Linked DNA regions of Sus scrofa: region 2 is linked to region 1. A link is a contact called in public Hi-C data. All regions are on one chromosome and are shown on one strand. The core of a region is the stretch at or near the end of the contact, and the rest is flanking DNA. Distances in the headings are between cores, read along the strand shown.

Region 1 (5,307 bases), core at 1,836-4,335:
AGACCCCAGTCCCAGTCATGCTCCCAACTTCAGCTCCACAGCCCGGAACCTTCCTCCTCCAGAAGGTTACACCCCAGAGGGAGGGTCTTACCGGTGGGCCAGGGTCCCCAGGGAATCCTGGGGGACCAGGAGGGCCCGAAGGACCGACTATCCCCTGTTGGAGACAGAGGAACGAGATCATGAGAAGCGCAAAGTCTGAGCTAAGCTGACTTCCGACCCATCACTGATCCTTACCCCAGGCTGAACTTCTTACCCCAGTACTACACTGGCCCACATGAACTCCCAACTTCACACCCCAGCCTCCATTTTTACTTGCCTTTTGAGCCTCAACTATCCAATAGTCTTTGAATGATCTGGCAGCATTAACACCAACTCCACCCCAGGGGATCAAATACCCCAATTGGAAGTAAAAGACAAGAAGGGAGGAAGGCAGCCATGACTTACTCGAGGTCCTGTGGCTCCTGGAGGTCCCTCAAAGTGCTGTCCCTGGGGGAGAAATGAATGTGACTCCCATTCCAGCCCAGACCCTTCCACCACCTCCAGCCCCAGGCCCCTTACCTCTTCAATCACAGCTGGTTCTCCTTTTTCTCCCTTCTCCCCAGCCCCCTGGGGCAGTGAGTGGAAAGAAAAGAGGCATGAATCCTGGAACTCAGACACAGAACTCTCGGCTCCCTGACCCTCCACCCACCCACCCCCACCCCCCAACACACACAGGTGTGTGCATGCACATAATCCAAGTCCACCCTCTGAGCTGCCTTTGCTGTCCTTTCTTCAATCAATACATCTTCAGCAGCTCAGCCTCCAATTTCAAGCTGGCCACACCATGGCAAAGCATAGATCATGAACTCTGGCACTTGCTGTAGGGCCTTAATCTTGCAGCTGCCCCTTACTAGCTGAGTGATGTTAGGAAACTTATCCAACTCCCATGGCCTCACCTGCAAAGTCCATGGGTGAATGACAATGGTATATATCCCACAGGAGTATGAAGATGTTAAAACAATGCTTAGCACATAATAGGCACCCAGGGGTAAGTTGGTTCAGATTACTTGCCTCTTCCCCTGTTCAACACCAAGGCTAAAGCCTGGGCACCTTCTCTGCATTATTTTCCTGGGTAATCTCATCCAATCCCTTGACAAAAGATAGCACCTCTCTGTTGATGAGTTTCAAGTTTTTATCTCCAATCGAGAGATAGAGATGGACTCCAGAATTTTCTGACCAGTCACCCACGTTGACAACCAGACAGGGGTTGCCAATTTAGCGTATCCAAAATGAGACCCTTGACTCACTCCACTTGCTTCTCCTTATTCAATGGTGCCACCGTGCATCAACCCAGCCATCCTTACATCCTTTTCCACCACCAGCAACAAGAGAAAAATGGGGCATGGCCCAAATCTGTCCACTTTTCTCTGTCCCCACAGTCACCACCACCACCATCACCCTCATCCAGGTCATCACTCTCTTCTGCATAGACTGCTAGTTTCCCTGCCGCCCCTCTGGCTCCCCCTACAGTCCATATTGTTGTTCAGCAGCCAGAAAGAGCTTTTAAACCTCCCAAGTAAGATGGTGTTCCCTATCAAGTGGTTTTTCAACATGCTTAGATGAAAAGCCAAATGAGTCACCCTACCCACAGAGCCATTCATTAACACAATGCCTGTCACATTAGCACTATATCGGTAGATAAATATTTGTCAGCTACACTGGGATGGTGGGAAGGCATTTTAGGCGAGATAAAAAGAAAGCAAAAAAGGAGTTTTCAATGTGGTGCCACAGGATCAGTGGCATCTTGGGAGCACTGGGATATAGGATTTATCCCTGGCCCTGAGCAGTGGGTTAAGGATCCGGCCATTGCCACAGCTGTAGCTTGGATCTGATCCCTGGCCTGGGAGCTCCATATGTGTCCAGGTGGCAAAGAAAGAAAGAAAGAAAGAAAGAAAGAAAGAAAGAAAGAAAGAAAGAAAGAAAGAAAGAAAGAAAGAAAGAAAGAAAGAAAGAAAGAAAGAAAGAAGGAAGGAAGGAAGGAAGGAAGGAAGGAAGGAAGGAAGGAAGGAAGGAAGGAAGGAAGGAAGATGGCCATGCCTGGCCCTAGGCAGGAGTCCCTTCCCCTACACTTAACCCAGCCACGTAGACTCACAGAAAAGATCTGAAACTGAGTGCTCCATGACTGTTCTGCTGCCCGGAAGCTGGGGCCCATGGTGGATTCACCTTCTTCTTCATCTTCATTGTCTAACTCGGTTGCCAGGGTCCCCAGTTCAATTCCATTGTCTGGGTCCAGGCCCTCCTGAGGACATTGGAACAGACCAAAGTTTGCCCTGATTGCCTCATTGCCACCACCACTGCCCCAAGACCCTCCCTTCCAGCCACATCCACTTCCCACCAACCTCTAGGATGGTGACGTTGCTGCCAATGGCTACAGTAGTGGTGATGACCAAAGAGGTGGGAGTTGGAGGCAGAGTTGGGGCTCGTGTCTCTGTCTTGGGGATGTCAGTGGAGGTCTGGAGGAAGGACAGAGAGAGTATCAGGTCTGGGGTCAGAACAATCAAGATGAAAGGGAAGCAGAGTTCCTGTTGTGGCTCAGCAGGTTAAGAACCTGACTGGTCTCCATGAGGTTGTTGATTTGATCCTGGGCCCGACTCAGTGGGTTAAAGATCCAGCATTGCCACAAGCTGTGGTGTGGGTTGTAGATGTGGCCCAGATCTGGTGTGGCTATAGCTGTGGCATAGGCCAGTGGCTATGGCTTTAATTTTACCCCTAGCCTGGGAACTTCCATATGCCACAGGCAAGGCCCTAAAAAGAAAAAAAGAAGTAAATAAAAATAGCTCTGATTAAAAAGAGAGAGCAACAAAAGGGAAGCAAAGGAGGAGACAGGCTCTGCCTCCGAGAGCACCCAGGCTAGGGAGGGGACAGAGGATTCTGCAAAAAACATCTGAGAGGTATAGAGCAGGAGACTGGTGGAAGCCAAGATGTGCTGGCTAGATGAGAACAGCCAGCAGGGGGCACCCTTGTGTGTGGAGAAGGGTCAAGGCTGGGCAGGTCTGTGAGGCCTGGAAGGCAGAGCAGGCCTGGCTCCAAAGGCCAGTGGTCAGGGTCAATGTCCAGCACTTAGGGCCAGACTCCCGGAAGCCTATCCCATATGTCCATTCCCAAGGCAGAGTTCAGTGGTCAGCCAGCCAGGCCACAGTCAGAGAGGCAGTGGGAGCTCCTCCTGGCCTGGACAGCTGCGGAGGAACTGGGTCAAGGGTGCAAAGCAGATGGTGGGGTCTGGGGCTAAGGAAGGGGCTGAAGGAAAGTAATGAAAGTGTCCATGTTCTAAACTGAACTGATAATCCCTTTCTCCCCAATAATGTTGAGAGCAGATATCATACAACCAGTGACCTGCAAACCAAGGACCCCAAGCAGTGGATCACACCAGGGACACCTACCCAGTGACCCCAACTAACGATCAACATCAATCGCCCTCCAGTATTCCTACAATTAGTGACTCATTAGCAATCTTCCAATTAATGACCCATGACCAATGATCCTCATTAAGGAACCTAACTAGTAACTCACACACACCCACAAATAACCTACATCATTGGCCTCCCACCAGATATTCCTGTAACCAGTGACCCATCAGTGGTCCCCCAATTAATGACCCCACAATGACATCAATCTCTTATACTTCTATCCAGTGACCTCCCCAACCAATGATTCCCCCCATTAAGTACTAACTAGCTACCCCCAACTAATACAGCCTACCAGTGACCCCTAACCAAAGGGTCCTCCTAACCAGTGATCCTTCAACAGCGAATACCCACAAGTGTGCTCAGTGAGTGCCCCCCAACCAATGACCCCCAGACAGTAATTCCACTCACCAATGACCCACCAACAACTCCCCCCCCCCGCAAAAAAAAAAAACAACTTCTCCACTAATTACCCTGTAGGGCTCACAAACTATCTCATCCATGACCCCCTAAAAGTCACTCCCTCAACTAGTGACTGTGCTTGGTGATTATTATTGCCTATTATTAGTGCCTTCTAATCAAGTCCCCCACTAATGACTTCCACAACTAGTGATCCTCGGCAATCCCACCCCCATTAAGCCTAAACTAGTGACACCAATAACACCAACATGGTCTCCCGTTAAGAATCACCCAAACATCAATATCCCACCTACAGTGACTCTCCCAACTAGCAATCTCTATCAAGAAAGCCAAATGAATAACCCTCACCCATGACCCCAACCAGTCAACCCCAAACAATGATACACTAACCCATACGATGGGTTAGTCACCCAGCTAATGAATGCCCTCAAACAGTGGCCTTCATCAGGGACCCCCTAATAATAAGGTATTCATCTGGGTGTGCCCCTTCCCACCAGTTGGGATCACAGAACTCGAGGTTGGGGGGAGAATATGAGAGAGCTCCTTAGATAGGAACAGGCCCCCTTCCCCAGCAGTGATTCAGGGATTGGAAACTAGAGGCACCAGAGATCAGAGATCAGAAGCAGGGCAGTCAAAGAGCAGAAGCAAGAGGTCACAGACCTCTTACCTGGTTCTCCAGGGAGACAGGAGGTGGACTCAGTGCCAAAGTTTCCTTGTTCTTCTTCTTCCTGCCCTTCCCCTTACGACCTCGCCCTTTTTTCTTCCCTTTTCCCTTCCCCTTCCGCCGGGGGGGAGGGGACTCCGGCTCCCCCTGGGGTACCTGGAAATAGGACTCCTATCAGGTCCAGAGTCCATGAGTGGAGGCCCCATCACTCAGATCACCTGGGGTCATGCCAGCACATGGTCCACTGGTCCTATGTTTTAAAGTCAGGGCTCACTCAGCCCTGTGACCTGAGGTCAAGCTCACTCATGCCTAGGAAGAGTTTAAGGGCCAGGGGCCACTCAGCCCTGTGGACAGGGCTCAGAATTCACCCATTTCTGAGACCTGGAGCCAGGGAGGACTCTGCCAGGGACCTCAGGACAAGCCCTTCACTCACCCCTGTGGGTTTAGGATCCAGGTCATTACAGCCAGGAAGATACTGCTCACAAGCCTGGAAGGCTGCCTGAGGATCTGTGCTTATCAGCAGCTCCTGAATATCCCCCTAGGGAGAGAGCAGGGGTCAGGGAAGGGGTCCACAGGCTGACTCCAACCCCCATTCCAAGCATCAAGGTCTGATATTTTTCCACCCAAAGCACCCTAAGCATCAGGAGGGTCTAGCCCCATCACAGCCCCAGAAATCCACCTGCCCTTGAAAACTAAGAAGATTCAGTTGGGATCACATCAAACCATAACAACAAGCCACATCCCACAATAGCTGTCCCATCAGAGGCACATTTGTTCCTC
Region 2 (5,307 bases), core at 1,528-4,027, 72 kb after region 1:
GTTCAGCTCTTCCTCCTTTCCCCACCCAACCCTGTGTCACATGTACCACTTCCTTCTGGAATACTGCCCACATGTTCTCTCCTCCCCTACCCTGGACATCTGTATGGAACATTATGATTGCTTATTGTTTATTGGCACCCCTGGAGTGGGGCATCCTGGAGGGCAGAGTGGTAACTCCTGGGTCTCATCTCTCACTTAATCCTACAATACGCACGAGTGCTGTGATCCCATTTTGCAGATGAGCAAACAAAGGGCTTCAGTAAGTTTCAGCCTTGGGCAGGGAGACATCTTGGACTCTGGTTTGAACCTACATCTTTTTATTTCGACCACCCCGTGGATATGGAGTTCCTGGGCCAGGGATCAGATCTGAGCTGTAGTTGCGACCTAAACCCCTGCAACAAGGCCTGGTCCTTAACCCACTGTGCAGGGCTGGGATCAAACCTGCGTCCCAGAGCTCCCAAGAGATGCTGCCTATTCAGTTGCGCCACAGCAGGAACTGAACCTGCATCTTGTAAAAGAGTCAAAACAAACACTTACTGAACCCCTATGTCGGGAAGGCTCTGACAAAAACACTTCTTATACATTAATGGCTTTCTTCTCCCAGCAACTCTAGGAGGCGAGGACTGTTTCCTTCCCATTTCTTAAGTGAAAAAACAAAGACACGGTGGAGTTCCTGTTCTGGCGCAGTGGTTAACGAATCTGACTAGGAACCATGAGGTTGCGAGTTCAATCCCTGGCCTTACTCAGTGGGTTAAGGATCCGGCATTGCTGTGAGCTGTGGTGTAGGTTGCAGACACAGCTCAGATCCCGCGTTGCTGTGGCTCTGGCATAGGCTGGTGGCTATAGCTCCGATTAGACCCCTAACCTGGGTACCTCCATATGCCACAGGAGCGGCCCTAGAAAAGGCAAAAAAAAAGAGACAAAAAAAAAAAAAAAAAAGAAAAAAAAAAAGGCACGGAGAGTGTGTATATCTTCCCGGAGTACCCAGTAACAAAATAACTTCCGCTTTTGATCTGGAACTCTGTTTATTTAGAAATCTGGACTTACTTTTTTTTTTTTTTTTTTTTTTCTTTTTTGGCCACCTCACATCATATGGAGTTTCCGGGCCAGGGATCAGAACTGAATTGCGACCTATGCCCCAACTGTGGCAACGCTGGATCTTTAACCCACTGTGCTGGGCCAGGGATCAAACCTGCATCCCAGTGCTCCCAGGACAGTGCCAATCCCATTGAGCCGCAGCGGGAACTCCTAGGGTGACACTCGGTTTACTCCACACAGTGCTCCCGTCTTTTGGGGTCCAGCTGAAACCAAACAAGACTTTCTTCTACCTCAATGACTGTGCTCTGGGTGTGAACATCCAAGCTCAGTGAGTTCTTTTATCCCCCAGTCCAGCCAGAGGACCAGGGATGCCAAGAAATGGAATGGGTAGAGAGAAGTGAGCCACTTCTGTGGTAGCACCAGATTCTTTAACCCACTATGCCAGGCTAAGAATCAAACCTGTGTCCTGGCCCTGCAAAGGCATCAATCATCCTGGTGTGCCACAGTGGGAACTCCTAGACATGTTTTTTTGTTCGTTTTTTGGGTTTTTGTTTTTTATTTTTTAGGTCTGCACCCACAGCATATGGAAGTTCCCAGGCTAGGGGTTGAATCAGAACTGCAGCCACTGGCCTACGCCACAGCCACAGCAACATGGGGTCTGAGCTGCATCTGCAACCTACACCACAGCTCAGGGCAACTCGGATGCCCAACCCACTTAGTGAGGCCAGGGATCAAACCCAAAACCTCATGGATACTAGTGGGATTCATTTCCACTGCGCCACAGTGGAAACTCCCTACCCTTGATTTTAAGTCACTTTTTTCCTTTAGTTATCACTATTATGAAGTCAGATAGAAAAACAAGTAGCTTGGAGTTCCTGTTGTGGCACAGCGGAAACATATCTGACTAGGAACCATCAGGTTGCGGGTTCGATCCCTGACCTTGCTCAGTGGGTTAAGGATCCAGCATTGCTGTGAGCTGTGGTGTAGGTCACAAACATGACTCAGATCTGGCGTTGCTGTGGCTGTGGCTGTGGCCAGCAGCTGTAGCTCTGGGAACCTCCACATGCCGCATGTGCAGCCCTTAAAAAAAAAAAAAAAAAAAAAAAAAAAAACAAAGAAAAAGAAGTAGCTCAAAGGAAAAAGACCTGGAAGAATATGCATCAAATGTAATGGGGCTTATTCTGGGGACAGGGTAATGAGGAGTTACCAACCCTTCTTGTATTGTTGTTGTTATCATTATTATCATTACTATTATCATTATCACTATTAATGATACATGAAGACATTCTAGCAAAAAGATTCCCCAGATTATAGAGATATAGGAAAGAAAATGCATTACCCCATCCAAAGCCTCCCCATCCAGGAAGCAGAACTGTCCATGGCTTGTTGGCACACCCTGTGCCCTCTTTCCTGTGTGTTTCTGGACACCGATGGCCACAGGCAAAGCTTTAACTTAAGGTTTTATTTTGCTGTGTATATAAAGACTTCCTCTTTCTAAATAAAATCTTTCTTAATATTTTTTAGAACCAGCACACTTCACTTTGGCAACCAGAAAAAAAAAAGAAAAAAGGCAGTGTCCTGGGGTGGGTTTTTTGGGGCACAGGGGCTGGGGGGTGTTCTACAAATTTGAAATTTCAAAATGTGAGATATAAAGAGCTGAAGTCACCTGAACACCCCCACTCCCAGAGCTAAGATTACCACATGCACTTTCCTGAGAGCTTTCTGGAAGGTGGGATCAATGATTAACTGTGGATGTGTCTGCTGCCAGGAGCAGACAGGGAGCCACCAGGCTCAGGGCTGGAGCAGAGGACTGTTTTCCCCACATTTCATGCCAGGGGAAAAGCAACATAAACCAAGGTGGTGTGGTAATAAAAATAGCTACGCGTTCCTGGGAGGGTTACTGTGTTTTGTATCCTTGAATCAGCACAATCCCATAAGAATATAATGGAAGCTGCATCTGTAATTTTAAATTTTCTAGTCATCACATTTAAAAAAACAAAATGAGGGAGTTCCTGTTGTGGCTCATTGGTTAATGAACCCAACTAGTACCCATGGGGACGCAGGTTCAATCCCTAGCCCCGCTCAGTGGGTTATGGATCTGGCATTGCCATAAGCTGTGGTGTAGGTCACAGACGCCACTCAGATGTGGCTTTGCTGTGTTTGCGGTATAGGCTGGCAGCTGCTGCTCCGATTTGACCCCTTGGGGGGAAACTTCCATATGCTGCGAGTGTGGCCCTAAAAAGAAAGAAAGAAATAAAAAATAAAAAGGCAAAATGAAACCAGTGAAATTGAAGATAATTTTATTTAGCCCAGTGCATCTGAAATAGTATCACTTCAACCTGTAATTAGAACAAAAAGTCAATGGTGTGTTATTTAACATAAATCTTTGAAATCCAGTGTGCATTTGATCCTGACAGCACCTCTGGATTAGGACCTGCCATGTTTCAAGGGCTCAAAGGCTACATGTGGCCAGAGGTTAACCTTTCAGACCGCACAGGTCTACACGGTTTATCTAGTGTTTTAATATTTTTTCATTAAAGTATAGTTGATTTACAATGTTGTGCCAGTTTCTGCTGTAGAACAAAGTGACCCAGTCATACACACACACACATATATATATATACATATATACACATTCTCTTTCTCATACTATCTTCCATCATGGTCTATCCTAAGAGACTGGATATAATTCCCCATGCTGTACAATAGGACCTCATCGCTTATCCATTCTCAATATAATAGTTTGCATCTACCAATCCCAAACTCTCCATCCATCTCACTCCCTCCCCACTCCCCCTTGGCAACCACAAGTCCATTCTCTACGTTTGTGGGTCTCTTTGGGTATAGATATGTTTACCTATCTTTGTACATAAATACATTTATGTTACTCTTTGTACATAGGTTTTAGTTTATCTACATTAACTCACAGAACCTTCACACCTTTATTCTAACTTCAGAAATGGGGAAACTGAGGAGTTCCCGTCGCGGCGCAGTGGTTAACGAATCTGACTAGGAACCATGAGGTTTCAGGTTCGATCCCTGCCCTTGCTCAGTGGGTTAAGGATCCAGCGTTGCCATGAGCTGTGGTGTAGGTCACAGATGTGGCTCGGATCCCACGTTGCTGTGGCTCTGGCGTAGGCAAGTGGCTATAGCTCCGATTCGACCCCTAGCCTCCATATGCCACGGGAGCAGCCCTAGAAAAGGCAAAAAGAAAAAAAAAAGAAAAAGAAAAAAAAAAAAAAAAGAAATGGGGAAACTGAAACCCAGAAAGATGATGAGATTGCTCAAAGAACTAGCAATGGACCCAAACTCAGACTGTCTGGTACCAAAGTTTGCCTCCTTGACCTCTATATTTCTCCTCAATTCCAGCTTGAAAGAGCATAGAGGTCCTAACTTTGCCAGTTATAAGCCAGGTGCCCATGTGATTTTCCCAGGCTAGGGGTCTCATCGGAACTGTAGCTGCCAGCCTACATCACAGCCACAGCAATGTGGGATCCAAGCTGCATCTGCAACCTTCACCACAGCTCACTGCAAAGCCAGATCCTTAACCCACTGAACGAGGCCAGGGATCAAACCCGCAACCTCATGGATCCTACTCAGATTCATTAACGACTGAGCCACGCACTATTTTCTTAATCACTCTGAAACTCAGGTTCTTCATCTGATAAAAAGGCTGGTGGTGGAATTCCTGCTGTGGCTCAACAGAATCTTGGAGCACTTGTTCAATTCCTAGCCCAACACAGTGGGTAGGTCGCAACTCCTGCTCCATCTGATCCCTGACCTGGGAACTCCATATGCCTTGGGGTGGCCAAAAAAGAAAAAAAGGGACAGTGGCACCTAAGCCAGAAGGCTGAGAGATGACTTGATAGCCTGAAGCCTGAAAGACACCCCACAGAGATCCTGGAACCCAGCTGGCTCTGAGGATACTTAGCCTGTTTCAGCTGCTGCGATGTCTCCACTCACAAAATTCATTTGAACAGAGTTCCAAACAAGCCACCCAACTTTTGCACATAATGCATTCCTGGAAATTGATTTCGCAAAACTCAAACAATAGATTTCTGGGCTGTAAAGGACATTCTAAGGACTACACAAATTATGAAATCCCAAATTACTTCTCACTTCTTAAGTGTCATTATTAAAGACAGATTTCCAGGATTTCATACATGTTATTTTTTAAAATAATTGGATTTGTCTTATTGTGTATTTTCTTGGTTCTGATTACAAAAGTGATAGATGCTTATTGCAAAAAAAAAATTGATTGTTAGAGAA

What was found. Hi-C and Micro-C count contacts between places; a contact is called where the count stands out from the background.
Region 2: a contact with region 1 is called in a Hi-C map of liver, with 2.1 times the contacts expected there. The contact joins two enhancer-like sites. A contact is called at or near these places in 1 of 5 promoter capture datasets (liver) and 5 of 47 Hi-C or Micro-C datasets (embryonic fibroblasts, epiblast stem cells, liver and 1 more).

The regions. Positions count from the first base shown.
Region 1 is chr2:68,859,401-68,864,707 of Sscrofa11.1, forward strand. It overlaps COL5A3 (collagen type V alpha 3 chain), which reads right to left. Exons shown (of 67, transcript NM_001105288.1): 5 at 4,961-5,065; 6 at 4,531-4,683; 7 at 2,379-2,492; 8 at 2,132-2,278; 9 at 559-606; 10 at 445-486; 11 at 92-154. Among named protein-coding and RNA genes, the nearest start is that of COL5A3, 7.7 kb to the right of the region's middle. Within about 2 kb of position 3,086, at least 7 of the 83 cell types and tissues checked have an H3K27ac peak or open chromatin away from gene starts, as enhancers often do. A contact at or near this core is called in liver, where this site is marked.
Region 2 is chr2:68,931,269-68,936,575 of Sscrofa11.1, forward strand. No RefSeq gene overlaps it. Among named protein-coding and RNA genes, the nearest start is that of C2H19orf66, 8.3 kb to the right of the region's middle. Within about 2 kb of position 2,778, at least 4 of the 83 cell types and tissues checked have an H3K27ac peak or open chromatin away from gene starts, as enhancers often do. A contact at or near this core is called in liver, where this site is marked.